Linked DNA regions of Mus musculus: region 1 is linked to region 2. A link is a contact called in public Hi-C data. All regions are on one chromosome and are shown on one strand. The core of a region is the stretch at or near the end of the contact, and the rest is flanking DNA. Distances in the headings are between cores, read along the strand shown. Region 1 holds the start of Gm32633 (predicted gene, 32633). Region 2 overlaps Otud7a (OTU domain containing 7A).

Region 1 (7,800 bases), core at 4,121-6,620, 240 kb after region 2:
CTCCATGCTATCCAGATGCTTGCAGAGGCAGTGGAAACGCTTCGGTTGGTACCAGTAGAAGAGGCTAAGTTAATGGGTGGCTAAGTTAATGGGTGCCGAGCAGCTGGGACCTGAGGGTGTGGAGCTTAGCTAAGTCTCCTCTGCCTCCCTCTCCGACCTGACTCCCGCTGGGTAGGGGCAGGTCGGAGCTGCTATGTTCTGACCTCACAGTGAAATCTGAATAATTGATGCCCTAGTCTAATGTTTCACCCAATTGTCATAACGCAGAAACACAAGCCCAGTGTATGGAGGCTGCAGACAAAGAGCTGTTTTCATCGCTCGCTTTCCCCCAGCCTCAGGTCTGTGTGGCTCTCTCTCCAGCACATGATCTGCGACAATTATCCTGTGTTCTCCCACCCTTCCCCAGGGAACCAGGGGAGGAATTATTAGGGAGGTGGCTCCCCAAGGGCACAGGGGGAGGTCTGGAACCTCCTGCAGTGTGGCATGTGGACTGTGTGCCCAGCTGCTGCTTGACACTCACTTGGCAAGGCCTTCCCTCTGCCAGGGCTGCCTGCAGGGCCTCTGAACACAGGGCTCTCACCCAAACAAGCAGCCAGATGGGTCCCCAGTGGCTTGTGAGCCGGCTCCCTGCACAGGAGGTAGGACATGAGGGTGGGAGGGGCCACCTAGGAACTCCCTGAGCCCCAGGCAGATGGAAAGCCCAGCCCTGCTTGCGTTGCTTGCTCTGGCATTGGGGGCAGGGTTCATTTCTAACTCTCAGAGCAAAACAAAACACAGGAAATGAACTTCAAACACTGTTCGGGAAGCTGGGGACAGGTGACAATTCAACCTCATTTGGCTCTGCTGGAAAAACTATGACAGGATATCTAAATCGCGGGAGGACAGTTGGTGTCAACCATGGCCACTATGGAGCTACAAAGATCGGTGCAGAGAGAGGGCGGCTTGTGTTTGGTGTAAGGTTCCCAAGTCAGTCTCATAGGCCAGATTTGGGAAATCAAAGGAACCTTTGCGTTTAAGTTGAACACTCCCAATTGACCAGCAGCAGTCCCTTTTGTCGGTTTGGCTGGTTTGCTGGAGTCCAGGTAGCAGAAAGCAGGTGAGAGACTCTGGGCAGGACTATGCTGCTGCTCTTTGGTTTATTCCTAAGAAAAGGAGGTGTAAGTGGAGGAAAGCAAGGTGCAGGGAGGGTGCAAACAACCTGGCTCACGATATAGGAACAATGCTATTTGCTTGGCTTGAGGCTAGGTGTAGCTATGTAGTTCTAGAACTACATTCTCCTGTCTCCGACTCCTTAGCATTGGGATTATAGGTGAATGATATGATGTCCAGCCAATAGTATATTACTGAAAAATTACACATTATTAGGCTCAAGAGTACCTGGGGGACAGGTGCAGCTCTCATTAAATAACCAGGCTTTGGCTTGCATGTGTGGGGTGCCTGTTATTCAACCTTTGGGAACCAGGCTGAGCCCTGCCTAGCAAAGGTGCCTCAACGCTGGGATGGGGACAGATGGCCACAGCCTTTATTAGAGATAGGAGGATGTTAGCTCCGAGAGGCTCTCACAGGCTCTCTCCTCCATTGTCCACTTCCTTTACAAGGATCGAAGCATGAAGAGTTCAATGCCCTGGCCTGCATCTGAGAGAATGTACAGCCACCTGGCCTTCCACAGCACTGGCCCTGTCTGCAAGGTCTTTCCCCTGCCTCTTAGAGAATCTGCTCCCAGCTCTCAGACAAGGTGGTGGCCTGTGGGAGTTGAGGGGGCTGCTACAGAATGGAACCTGAGATAAGTCTCTCATGGCCTTACGGTGAGGAAAGAATCCAAACTGGAAGCGAATGGAAAGTAGACTGAGCTAGAGATGGGAGTATAGAGAGGGTCTCCCTTGTCCTTAGTGGTTCATTCCTACTGCCAGGAACAGGCTGTCAGTGGATTACCCTTTCTTCTTCCCCAGGAATTACATTCTGCTTTCAAGGGAAGCCCTAGCGCGAGACTCACTCCACCTCATCTGTGTCCAGTGCTCCACTAATTTCCATGGTGCAGATCTCAGCCCTGGAGGTTCATCTTCCTAAGGAATGCTGGGACTCCCTGGTCCTCTCTCCTGGTGCATGGTCCATTCTTCTTGTTCTTTACAGGCATGCTTTTCAAGACACCCAACTTTGCATGGCACTGCTTGTCAGAAGCCAGAGCCTAGGGCCAACCCCGGGTCCCAGATAGCATGTACCCAGCAAAACAGTCACTATCAGGAGGGACCTTGGGCGAAGGGGGCCTGCTGGCTGATGCAGCATCCTGACCTGTGAGTAGTTCCAGGGGTCTAGAGCTGGGACAACAGTCTTCTCTGAATACTACTCTCATGAAGAAGAGAGAAGACTGATTAAATTAAAATATGAAAGAGAGGGTCTCCCTGCAGCATCCAGGGAAACCCTAATTCTTGGCAGCTGGGGGGTAGTTGGGTAGGAGGAGTGTGAAAGGCTGGTTTGGAGGACAAGGCTATATGGGTATTGTGGAATCCTCAGCTCCTGCCTGCTGTGGTCTGCAATTGGGAGGTGTGGGAGCTGCAGGCTCCTGTGAGTATAACAGCCCCATAGAAGTGACCATTCTCGTCCCACTTGATAACCATGTAATGGTCTCAAGAAGGATAAGAGTCTAACCAGATAATGTTCATCTCACAGAACCTGCTTCTGTGGCCTCTCAGTATGAGATTACTGATAGGCAGGGAGGAACAGACCCCCATGCAGCCAGCTGGGGGGGTGCAGAACCCTTTGAGGGAGGCATTACAGTCTGGACATGAAGTGTCAGACTTGTTCCTCAGCTGGTGGAGCAAATCATCGAGGGTTACCAGCTAGTTCCTGAGGGCTCTGACCAAATAGGTTAGTCACTGATGGGTTCCTATTAATGGCATTACTGGCAGGTGATGGAAACTTCCAGCAGCAGAGCCTCCGTGAAATAAGTGGGCCATTGGGAATATGGTCTCAGTAGCTAAACCTTTACCCAGATCCCTCTTTGCACAGCTGTGAAATTCTCTCTCCCCACAAGGCCACAGCAATGGACCAGAACTTCATCTGGGAGCCCAAATGGGTCTCTCCTCCTCTGACATATTTATCTCAGGCATTTGTAGCAGCAATGAAAAATCTAGTGTAGGAGGCAAGTTGTTTTGTTTGTTTTGGGGTGTGTGTGTGTGTGTGTGTGTGTGTGTATGCATGCATGTGTGAGCATGTTTAATGGCTAATTGTTAGAAAATACATATAAGCCTGTCAGCACACTCCTTTAATCCTACCACTTGGGAGGCAGAGGCAGGTGGATCTCTGAGTTCAAGGCCAACTTGGTCTATAGAACAAGTTCCAGGACAGCCAGGGTTATGCAGAGAAACCCTGTCTTGAGAAATTAAAAATAAACAGACAATGTAAAACAAATAAATCACTTTTAAGTGCATAGGCCAGAGGTGGTCAGCAGACTTATAGTGCTGTGTGACCATCACATCTGTCCTGGTTACAGTTACTAGTGCTCTGATGAAACACCATGACCAACACTTTCACATTACTGTTTATCACCAGAGGAAGTCAGGACAGGAAGTCCAACAGGACAGGAACCTGGAATCTGGAGCTGACACAGTGACCATATAGCTATGCTGCTTACTGGCTAGTTCCTCAGGGCTTGCTCATCCTGCTTTTGTATAGAACCCAGAGCCAATAGCCCATTTACAATAGGCTGGGCCTTACCCAATGATCACTAGTTAAGAAAATGTCCTATGGGCTTGCCTAAAGCCAGATCTTATGGGGGCATTTTCTTCCTTTGAGATTCCCTCCTCTCAGATGACTATCAGCTGTGTCAAGGTGACCTAAAACTAGCTAGCATAGCATCCAAACCACAGAAGTCTTTTTCTCTTGCAAAACGGAAACTCTGCCTGGTTAAGCAACAAACTTCCCAACTTCCCTCCCAGCTCCAGACAACCATCTTCCCCACCTCTCCATGAAACTGAGGGCTCTGGACACTTTGGATGAGCAGAGAGAGCTATCTGGGTATGTCCTCTGTAACTGGCCGACTTCACTTTGTGTGCCTACCATCCGCAGCTTCCTCCATGGTTTGCAGCAGGTGTCACAGGGGAGGGAGGAGTTTCGGGCTGCAGATTTCACAGGTCCAGGCACCACCTAGAACAATAGCCTGTGCCCAGACCCAGGAAGAATGGAAGTGCGGATGGGTTAGAACCATCCCCATAGGCAGCCCTTCCCTGAGGCAGAACTTCCTATTCAGGCAGGGACCTGGGGCAACATTGCTCCCGTGTTATAGGATGACTCTTGGAGTAGCTGGGAAGGGACAGCCCAAACTACACGCTGAGGAATGCCAGGACCATGAGGAGAAAAGCGAGGAGAGGTGAGGTCCAAACCCAGGTTGCTGCATTTACTAATGTGTCAAAGAGGAAGCATTGTTGAGAAACTCAGTGTGACTGCCTTTTGAGGGCCAGGGATGACAGTAAAGCTGCTGTGGGTGACAGGGTGGCCATAGAGTAGTTGACAGGTGGTGCCACTTTATTGTCAGAAGCAAGGTGGCTACAATTATCTCAGTGAGTGGCCAGCTGGATAACAGCTGGGGCCACCATCCAAAGAGGTGGGCTCGTGGGAAGTCAGCTAGGGTACTACCCAGTTCCAAAAATTAATACCCTGGATGGACATCAAAGAGACTAGAAGCACCCTTTTCCCAAACCCTCTCATCCCATGCCGGTTCTCAGGCAGAGGATCCAGGTTGAAGGAGAGGCGCATTTAGGGCAGATGTACCACCAAGGTGAGTGTGTGAGTGATGAGCCTAGGCTTCCAACAAGGGACCCTAATCATTCCCATTTCGTTGGTTATCCAAGCACAGGGCCATGGGGAGCATCGAGAAGCCTTCAGGACTGGGCCAGTCTGAACTGACTCGGTGTAGAGATGGCAGGGTCTCCATTGTGTCTATTAGAGAAGACCATGGGGAACCAGGCCTGGTATCCCTGCTACATGAGGCAGTCCTGGGAGTAGTCTATCTCCTGTACCCCATAGCAGCTGCTCTTGAGTACCCCACTTACCATTTCTGTAAGGCAAGATAAGATTAAACTGCCCACCCTCCCTTTCAGTTTTGGGAGGTGAAGCCGACTACAAAGGGAATGGCTGTGTCTCTTTTACAGCTGCTCAGGCCTCATGACAGCAAGGGCCAGGCCAGGCTTGAGGAAAAAGCTGGAGTGGTTGGGCCCAGACAGGGCTCCATGGAGCTGCAAGGGGCTTGAGTTTGAAGTCCGCGTGTTGGCATGTGCAGCCCGCTCTTCAGGGCAGATGGTGTTCCCCAGGCTGTGGGTAGAAGCTCCTTTGTAGACAGCATTCACACAGCCTGGGTTTCAACCCAAAATAGCTTCCTCTCCTCACCCCGAGCAGGGTGGCCAGCTGCTCCTCCTGCGCAGGTTCCTGGCCAAGGTGCAGCTCCACCTGGCCCATGTGCGGGTGGCACCAGGCTCCTGTACCTGCAGGGGCAGGCCATATTGGATGCTCAGGGGTGGGGTGGGGGGGCTTCTGTGGAAACCACCCTTGTGAGTTGGCAGTCAGGGCCAAGAAGGGAGGAGCCTTGGAGAACATGATGTAAGGGATTAGCCTGCCCAAGCCTGGAGCCCAGTGACATCCACCTGCCTCCCAGGGCAGCTCTGGAGCCAAGGCTACCCTTTCCCTAATTCATTCTCTATCTGCCCCCCCCCCCCCCCCCCGCAATCCCACCCGCGCATGCGTGCGTGTGTGTGTGTGTGTGTGTGTGTGTGTGTGCGCGCGCGCGCTATTTATTTATTTTTTTTAAATCACCAATAGCAGCCTTCTTCAGAGGCCTCCTGAAAATTTACCTTTCTGTCCAAGTCCAAATTTAGCCCTGACTTCCAGGCCTCTTACCATCTGGGCCTGCCAGGCCTCTGCCAAATGGATCAACCTGCCACAGAGTGGAGAAAACCCACTGCCCTGCTGCTTCCTGCATTGGAAAGCCCACTGTTCCTGCAACACACACCCACTGGGTTCGGGAAAGGCGTCGCTGACGCAGGCTTTGAGGCTATGCCTACCACTCCCTGATCCCCGCCAGGACCATATGCCATTTCACGTTTCAGACCGTGGCCATACACGGTGATAGTATCCATTTCACTTTGCACTGGTGGTCTTTGAAACCAAAGCCAAGAAGGCTGGAGCTGGGATTGAAAACTTGGGCCACCTAGAGCCTCCCTGGAAGGCCAGGCCACCCAGGGAGTGCCCCATGTTCCTTTGTTCCCAGCCAACCTGGATTACATTTGGGCCTCCTAATCAAGCTTTGCAACCCAGGAGGTCAACGTGCTGGTATTTGTAGATCCGTGCCAGACACTAGCCTGGGGAATCAGAGATGTGGACTATAGGTCTCTACTTCTCACAGCTGGCAAAGATGAAGAGAGCCAGGAGGAGGTTGGTCAGGGTGTCTAGAGATTTTCCCCATAGTTTAGTGTAGTTTGTCTTTTATCTCTTGACCACTGCAAATGCCAAATCTAGATAGAAGGAATAGTTCCTCACAGGCAGGGTAGGAGGTGCATGTCCAATCCTGTGGCTCTAGCCCTTCTTCTAGAACCTTCTTGTTTACTTTTGTCCCATAGCCTTGTGGCTGGAGTTAAATACTGGCTTGGCTCATGGTCCACCTTAGTCAGCGGTCCACTGTCTGATTTTCATCTTCAGCCTCTGCAACAAATTGTCAGTGTGGCTCTCAACCTTGGCCAAGCCATGAGTCCATTTTCTAAGGACTGTCTGATACACGAGACAAAGTAAAGAAAGAAGACTGATTATTTTAGGTTCACAGTCTCCAAGGCTGGAAAGTTCAAGGTCATATGGCCACAGCTGGAGATGGCTACCTGCCGCTTCCTAGGCAGGTAGAAGCTGAAAGATAGAGAAAGTATGCGTGCACAAGACAGAGAGGTCTAGCCTCCACTATAGCTAATACATTCTTCTGAGACATCTGCCTTGGTGATCCATTCCCCGCCCCACAGCACAGAGGAACTAACGTTCCTACGCCTGATTATTTAGAGGTCACGCTCAAGCCATAGAATAACCAAGAATTAAGAACAGGACTTTGCAGGCTGGAGAGATCCACCTCTTTGCAGTTAAGATGTACTTTGTGTACTGCTCTCCCAGAGGACCTGAGTTCATGGCCCAGCACCTATGTAGGATGACTTACAGACACGTGTGATTCCAGCTCCAGGGAATCCAACTCCCTCTTCTGCTCTCCATATGTGTACCTATGTGTACATACCCATACATATACACATACTAAAAATAAGTAAATTAAAAAAAAAAAACACCACCACCACCGACAACAACAACAAAAACAGCAACAACAGAAAAACCCAAGAAAACAACTGGAGTTTCTTTTGTTTGTTTGTTTGTTTGTTTGTTTTTGTTTTTTTGAGACAGGGTTTCTCTGTATAGCCCTGGCTGTCCTGGAACTCACTTTGTAGACCAGGCTGGCCTCGAAATCAGAAATCTGCCTGCCTCTGCCTCCCGAGTGCTGGGAAAGGGAACTGGAGGATGCGGGCATCAATCCTGCTACCTCTCACATGCTAAGCGAGCGCTCTACCATTTGAGCTAATCCCCCTCTCAACTGGAGTTCTCAACCCGGCTAGCTGTACTTCTGAATGTTGACCGACTACGGATGCTTGGATTCTGTCCCCTAGGTTCGTGGGAATCCCCTTCTTATCCCATGAATTCTGTGACAGTCAGGGTTATGTAGGGGAACAGAACTGAGTGAGCATATAAAACAAAGGAAATGTATTAGATTGTCTTATAGGATATGTG
Region 2 (7,777 bases), core at 933-3,432:
CCATCTTCTGTGGGGCTGGGGGAGGTGGAGGGTGCACCCATGTTCTCATGCTTATGGGAGCCAAAGGTCAATATTGTGTCTTCCTCAGTCCCTTTGTGCCTTTTATTTTGAGACATGGTCTATTGCTGATGTAGCTCAACTGGCTGTCCAGCGAGCCCCAGCTCCTCCTATCTCAAGCTCCCCAGCCCTGAGATTACAAGTATGAATTTTTGCACCTAGCCTTTAATAGGTGCTGGGTTTTGAAACTCATGTTTTCAAGGAGGAGAGTTTACCAACTGAGACATTCCTCTAGCCCCTCACCCATCCTTTTTGTGAACACCATGCTCAGTCCTATAGATGGGAGCCTGTAAGAGCCAACTGGTTTCTTATTTCTCTTTTCTAGAGGAAGAGCCTGCATAACTTCACTGGCTTGCATTCTTCTTTCATGCATATAACACATCTAGCTGAGTTCTTCGTACTGGGGTCAAGTCAACCCCTCCAGGTTGTCTCCACCTTCCCTCAGAGGCATTTTTCTTTCCTTCAAATTTGAGTCACTTAGACTGGCTGAGCCATCCACTCAGGGGTAGGCTAAAGACACGCTGAGAATCTGTAGCTTTCTCATTGTAATGGTAACCTCAAGCAGAAATATCCATTGTGTTTCATAGAATGAAAACTCCAAATCTTCATGGGCCAGTTAGAGATGCTGTAGTAGGCTTACAGGCTAAATGTAAGAGAGAGTTCTTTCCAAAGCAAACCGAAGAGTAAATCCTCTAAGGCCCATTTTGAAAGCTGTTGCTGTTATTGACATTTGCCACCAGGGGGTGCTCTATGATGCCGCCATTTGTTTGCCTGGGTAAAGCAGATGTTTTTCCATGTACAATGGGACAAACATGAAGTGCAATTGATGCTCATGAGGACAGCCTGTTTTTGAGATGCCCTTGGCTGCACCTCCCCTCAGCCTTCAAACAGGCAGCAGCTCATACTCGAAAGATCAGGTGTGAGCTGTATGTCTCCAGCCCCTCACTTAGGACGTAGTCTTCACCCCAGGACAGGAGAGTTGACAGACTGTCAGACTCTTTCTAGGTAGCCAGCACTAGAATCTTCAGATGTATTTCAGTTGTCTTCTCAGAGTAGACAGACCAGGAACCCAGTCCAGGCTATCTGCTGAGGGTAAGAATCCCCAGGCACGCTGTAGCCGTAAGGTAAGAAAGCTGGGACGTCCTGGTTTAGGTAATTTATCAGAAACCAGACAAAATCATAGTGGCTCAGGTTGGGCTCCCAAGTCAACAAAGCCTATGCTGGAGTTCTGGTTAGCAGACAGTTCTTCTCCCAATGAGGTTCAAGAGCCTGCTCCTGACGTCATATACTTGCATTGTCTGTGTAGGAGACATGGGCAGAGAGGGAAACGTCCCCTAAGCCTGGCCATATTGCCCAGAACTGACCATATTACTTTGCTCACAGCCTGTGCATTCAGCTAAGCAAACCACTCCCCACCACACCCCCTTGCTAAGAGGATGGAAAGTATAGTCACAGCTGGCCCATGAAGGGGTAGACAGCCTGACCCAGAACACCCAAATTATACCCACAGGAATTATTTCTGACAAGTTATTATCCTCTATAACAATCTTTTCCAAAACACCTTGATTTGAAGATCCACAGGGAAGCTTATTTACAACGTAGCCCTCCATCCTGATTCAGGACCCTTGCGTTGGCCCTCTGTATGAAGTACAGATCCCTAGGGGACACAATTCTAGTGAGTCTGGGATGCAGTGTCCCTAAGGATCACCTCTGCTGTCCCCCAGCCACCGGTAGGAAGCCACACCAAAGCCTCAATGTGTGTTTGCTGACCTACAAGACAGGCTGAGCTCAGCCCTGGAAACGAAAGCCACATCAAAGCAGAATGAGATGTCCCAGTCCCCTCCCCCGTCAGACCTTACCTACACTGCTCCATGGCTGGCCACACACAAGGAAAACCCCTAAACTGGCTGGTGATCCACAAAACTGCCTTTCATCTGTTTAGGTGGGAAGAAAGGGGGTGGGGTGGGGGGGGAGAAGCAGTTTGCACTCACAGTCTCTTTAGAAACACTAGAGGGCAGCATTGAGTCGCATCTAATTTCTCAACTTTGCAGTATTGGCTCCTGGATTTTCTGTGTTTTGTTTGCCTTTTTGTTCTTGCCATGGCACTGCTAGTATGAATCATAGGCTACGGGCAAGCAAAGGAACAAAGCAGCTGCCAGGGGCCCTGAGCTGGGCTTCTCTGCGGTGGTGAGACTCCAGAGGGGTGGGGCATCCTGAGCGAAGTGACAGAAAGGAGACTGGTACTCATTAGGAAGGTGGAATTTGGAAACCATCTCCACACTTCTTCCTGTTCACTACCCCTGACAACACCCTGAGGAGAAAGCAGATGTGACATTAAGGATTCCATTTGCTAGGAGCAGGGATCCCTCGGGAACTCATCAGATCTCAGTACACCTGTAGGTAGATACTGACCCCACCCATACTGGTCTCGGTGGCTGGTGTGCCTCTGTCCAGATGCTTTGTGGTGAACCAGCTCCTCTGAGAAGTAACAGGCCAGACTCCCCCACCTAATCACCACCGCCACAGAAGGCTCCCTCTCTGCTCCCCTTTTAAAGGGGCTGTAGGCCAACACTGCCTCTCCTGGACTTGTCACTAGATGCTTTCTGTAGGAGCCTGCTGCCTGGTCCTATGCAGATGAGCTCCCTGGTGGGGGCGGGGGGTGCAGCCCCCACCTCCAGTCTTGCCTCAGCAGAGCTCAGCTCACACCTCTCCCAACTTGCAAATTCTGCCCTTCTCTGAGATGAAATGGAGGCAAGGAGCAGGTCATCCAAAAGTGGCCTTCCGTGGTTCACCACACCCATCTGGGTTTTTCTTCGGAAATAGCAAAAGCACCCATAGCTTTTTCTCATCCTGACAGCAGAGAGATGCCTGCCCTCTAACAGAAAGAGACCCTGTCAGTCCAGGTGATGCCTCCACCTGCTTGCTCTTCGCCTACATAATAGAAACAAGTTTGAAACCTATAGTCTTAACATTCGTGGTATGCAAGTTCTGAGTCTACCTTCTGTCTCCATTAGGTTACCTGCCCTGGGACAGCTATTTTTGAATTTCTGAGCTCTGAACTCTGCTGGTGCCTCCAGCCTCCTGGCAGGCAGATGAGGTGCCTGTCACCATGCCTCTCTCTTCTGTTTCAGCTGTGATCCCTCTGACGGATTCGGAACACAAGCTGCTGCCCTTGCACTTTGCTGTGGACCCGGGAAAGGACTGGGAATGGGGGAAAGATGACAACGACAATGCCCGGTTAGCCAAGTAAGACCTGCCCCGCAGTCCAGTCCGGACCCCAACACCCTGCGGGAGAGTGGTGGTGACAGGACTCCTGTTGGGATTTGGGGGACTAAAGGGCAGGGAGAGGATTGCACGCGCAGGCGAGTGAGCTCCTGCCACCTCCGGAGCTTCTCACTGGGTGTTCTTTTGTCAGCCTCATCCTGTCCCTAGAAGCCAAGCTGAACCTTCTACACAGCTACATGAATGTGACGTGGATCCGCATCCCCTCCGAGACCCGGGTGAGCCTCGAGTGCACGAAGCCCCACCCAGTGACCGGGCAGCAGCCGCTCTGTGCGGTGCGGGCAATGCTGTGCCTCCCCAAAGTCTCCACGCAGCGCAGCGCTCGGCTCCACGCCTTGGGGAGGTCCCACACCTTCATGCCCCAGAACCGGACCCAGCTACTGATTCCTAGTCCAAACACTTCCTCCCGGTGGGAGGCGGGCGCGTATTAGGGGCCCTCCCTCTCCCCCACCCCCCTCCACCTCTTATTTTACACAGCAGGAGAAGAATAAACACACCCACTCACAAAGCAAACCGTAGGCAAGTCAAAACACAAAACTATCTCTGCAGAGATCGGAACAAAATGTGCCGCGGCAGAGCGGAATTAATTATAACTGTGTGTGGATCCTTAGAAAATCTAGGGAACCAACAGCGCTAGTCCTCAGCGCGCGCCCTTCCCCTCCCTGAGGCGGAGGTGGCCTCCGGTGGAGCTAGCAGAAGGCGGAGAGACGCGGACCCATCCCGGGGGTGGGATGGGGGTTGCCCCTGCTTGCAGATGCTGAGAGATTCTTTTTAAGTTTGTGACTGATGTTTTCATAATCTTGGGAGGGAACTCCCAAGGGAAGGGATTTGTGAAAATTGCTTGCAAATAATTGGTCCTCCCTGACATCCGTTTACTTATGTATCCAGCGGATTCAAAGTACTGAAAGGAGACATCCCGCTGAATGGCTCCTGCCCCACTGTTCTGATTGCTCACTTCCGCTTCGCCTGGACATCATCCAAGTAGGGCGCCCCCACGTGGCTCTGATTCGCCATGTTCTTGGGGCACAAGAGACAGCCAGTCAGTGACAGAATCTTGCCTCTCTCATGCTGGAAGGTGCCACTGTGCCCCAGGATGATGCTCTGTAGCACCTACGTGGTATGCAATGGCAGCAGCCCTAGATCCATAATCAGTACCTTCCAGCTGAGCACATCTTTTCCCTACAAAGAGCAGGATGCATGGCCAGACCTTGGTGACCTCCATATCAAGTACAAAGCTCAGCAGACAACCCCACTGCTAAAGGGCACACAGCCAAGGCCCCTCTCTTACTGGGGCCCCTTTCCCTGTTTCAACCTTGAAGCTGACACTCTTTACCATCCCCGGCAAGCCAACCTAAAACTCAACTCTCTCCAAACTCAAGTGAAAGGAGGGATTTCTGCCTGGGTGGTGGTCAGCACAGGTCTGCCAGCCTTGCTTCTACTGACCTAGCCACAGCAGCTCATCCTTCTGGAACCTGCTTGAGCAGAGGAAAAGAATAAAGTGAGGAGCAATGGCTTCTCCCTTCTCTTCTAAAGACCAGAAAAGGCCTGCCCAGGCATGTACTAGTTCCTGACACACCCAGATGCAGGCTGGAGAGATGCTGTCTTTCCAATGACTCTCCTCACAGGAAGGTCCCTCTTTGGAGAACTTATGGCAGCTGCCTACCCAGCATGACCTCCTCTCATAGCCTTCTCAGGCTTGCCACCTATCCCAGAGATTGGCCTAGCCATGCTCTGCATGGTCTCGCCCTCACTGGCTGCCCCCAGGTAGTGTCGTCCAGGTTATTGTCCATGGCATTCCTTCACTAGTGCCATCCCACAAGACCCCACATCCTCACTGGAAGCCATTTCCAGCATCCTTTTCAGCTTAGCATTCCATTTGTAGTTAGAGAAGGGAACTCCTGAAGTAGCATGTCATAGCTGGATAAAGGGAGTGGTGGTCCAAGATGAAGAACGGGGTTTAGGGCAAGGTGCATAGCCCCTGCTTGGAATAAGTAGGTGATCCATCTGTGTGGGAGAGATGCTGTCTTCCTTGCTGCCCTCTGCCTTTACACGGAGATCTGGGACATGTTTCTAATGGTGCCAGTAGTCTGACCATGGAGGAAGGCCAGAGTGTGGACCTAGTGTTTCTTTATAAAATACACTGAGGACACCAGCTAGGTCATGGGCATTCTGGCCCTATTCATCCACTCAGAATTCTAGACTTTCTGGTATCTGTGAATTCTAAGAGAAAGTTCATGTATCCTCCCTCAAAGGATGGGCACTGAGGTTTGAGGTCCCTACATAGCATTCTGTCAACATCTATAAGCCTGTGTCCAACCTTACAACAGTTAAGTGCTCTGTGGGCTCCTATTCCATAAACACCTCCATCCCTCTCTGGTAGACAGCCCCCACCCCCAACACCTACAGCAGCAGAGTCCCCACAAAGAAACTCCTATATCCCAGTCTCAGCTCCACCTGTGTTCTTGGGGCCTACACGAGGACAGCTTTTCTGTATGTAACCTTCCTTTCTTGCCTTCCCTCCCCACAGGCTCCCCTTGCACAGCCAGAGTCTCCAACGGCCTCAGCAGGGGAGGATGTACAGTCCCTGGCGGAATCGCTGGACTCGGACCGCGATTCTGTGTGCAGCAATTCCAACAGCAATAATGGCAAGAATGGTAAGGACAAAGAGAAGGAGAAACAGCGCAAGGACAAGGACAAGACGCGCGCGGACTCCGTGGCCAACAAGCTGGGCAGCTTCAGCAAGACGCTGGGCATCAAGCTAAAGAAAAACATGGGCGGGCTAGGCGGCCTGGTGCACGGTAAGATGGGTCGTGCCAACTCTGCCAACGGCAAAAACGGCGACAGCGCTGAGCGCAACAAGGAGAAAAAGTCCAAGTCGCGCAAGGGCAGCAAGGAGGAATCGGGAGCGTCAGCGAGCACCTCGCCGTCGGAGAAGACCACGCCGTCGCCCACGGACAAAGCGTCGGGAGCGTCGCCGGCCGACAAGGGGAGCGGGTCAAGAGGCGATGCCTGGAAGTACAGCACGGACGTAAAGCTGAGCCTCAACATCCTGCGCGCCGCCATGCAAGGCGAGCGCAAATTCATCTTCGCCGGCCTGCTGCTCACCAGCCACCGGCACCAGTTTCACGAGGAGATGATCGGCTACTACCTGACCAGCGCGCAGGAGCGCTTTAGCGCGGAGCAAGAACAGCGGCGGCGGGACGCCGCGGCGGCTGCCGCAGCAGCCACGGCCACCGCCACGGTCAAGCGGCCAGCGCGCAGGCCAGAGGCCGAAGGTGCGCCGGGCCCGGAGCGCGCCTCGCCGGGCCCGACAGCCGCGCAGCCCACGCAGCTGGTGCTCAAGCTCAAGGAGCGGCCGAGCCCCGGGACTGGAGCGAGCGCACGGGCGGCTCGGGCGGCGGGCGGCGCAGCATCCCCGGGTCCGGGCGGCGGCGCGCGACGCGCGGCTCCCGGTACGGGCGGACCGACTCCCGGCCGCAGCCCGCCCGCGCCCGCGCGCCAGAGCGTCATCCACGTGCAGGCGGCGGCCCGGGACGAGGCGTGCGCGCCGACAGTGGGCGCGCTACGGCCGTGCGCGACGTACCCGCAGCAGAACCGCTCGCTGTGGTCGCAGAGCTACAGCCCAGCGCGCAGCGCGCTGCGCACCGTCAATACAGTGGAGTCCCTGGCGCCCGGAGGAGCGGACGCCCCGGGACCCGCGGAGCACAAGTCGCAGACCTACAGCAACGGCTTCGGCGCAGCCCGCGACGGGCTGGAGTTCGCCGACGCCGACGCGCCGGCCGCGCGCTCGAACGCTGAGTGCGGCCGCGGAGGCCCGGGGCCCGCTCAGCGGCGCTGCCAGCGGGAGAACTGCGCGTTCTACGGGCGCGCGGAGACCGAGCACTTCTGCTCCTATTGCTACCGAGAGGAGCTGCGGCGGCGGCGCGAGGCGCGCGCGGCGCGACCCTGAGCCGTCCAGGACTGCTTTTTCCATCCTGTGGGTCTTTTTTTACTTGCTCTGGTCAGCCGAAGGGCCGGCGCCTCCTCGGTCAGTGCCGTGTACGTGTTTGGTCAAACGTTCCTAATGGTGCCTGAACCTACACTGATGCCACTCAGGTAGTAGACGGATAGGAAACAAGTCATACTGTTGGAAGTGGGTGTGCTAGCCTAGCATCTGCCTCGTACCTGTGGAAACTCAATAGCCATTGCAAGAGTATTTTTGTTCCTCTATACGAGAAATAAAGAAAATCGCAGCCCTTTGTTTTTAGAAGGGAGTGTTTTACATGCTTTTTTTTTCCTAACCTAGGGACTGACCTCTTCCAAGTAGCGGTCACTTGCGTGCAGTTGGTAGCACGCAGGGTGTAGAAGCAAACGCGCAGCCTGGCCTGAGGTGGAGCTTCCTCTGCAGCTCCCACCTGCTTCCCACCTGGGTCCCTGGAGACCTCCAGCAGTCACCTTG

The links. A called contact is a pair of places that touch in the nucleus more often than the background predicts.
Region 1: a Hi-C map of cerebellum shows a contact between it and region 2, with 5 times the contacts expected there. The contact joins two enhancer-like sites. A contact is called at or near these places in 1 of 39 promoter capture datasets (the C10 cell line), 2 of 15 datasets of contacts at CTCF or cohesin (embryonic stem cells and thymocytes), 10 of 484 Hi-C or Micro-C datasets (cerebellar granule neurons, cerebellum, cumulus cells and 3 more), 9 of 115 datasets of contacts at active chromatin or transcription factors (Th17 cells, astrocytes, double positive thymocytes and 5 more) and 4 of 9 other capture datasets (adipose tissue, embryonic stem cells, liver and 1 more).

Annotation. Positions count from the first base shown.
Region 1 is chr7:63,986,386-63,994,185 of GRCm38.p6, forward strand. Gm32633 (predicted gene, 32633) reads left to right here and starts at 450. Exons shown (of 6, transcript NR_169109.1): 1 at 450-638. Within about 2 kb of position 5,371, at least 62 of the 459 cell types and tissues checked have an H3K27ac peak or open chromatin away from gene starts, as enhancers often do. A contact at or near this core is called in cerebellum, where this site is marked.
Region 2 is chr7:63,751,444-63,759,220 of GRCm38.p6, forward strand. It overlaps Otud7a (OTU domain containing 7A), which reads left to right. Exons shown (of 14, transcript NM_130880.1): 12 at 3,189-3,303; 13 at 3,473-3,557; 14 at 5,867-7,584. The coding sequence ends at 7,288. Among named protein-coding and RNA genes, the nearest start is that of Gm39023, 97 kb to the right of the region's middle. Within about 2 kb of position 2,183, at least 103 of the 459 cell types and tissues checked have an H3K27ac peak or open chromatin away from gene starts, as enhancers often do. A contact at or near this core is called in cerebellum, where this site is marked.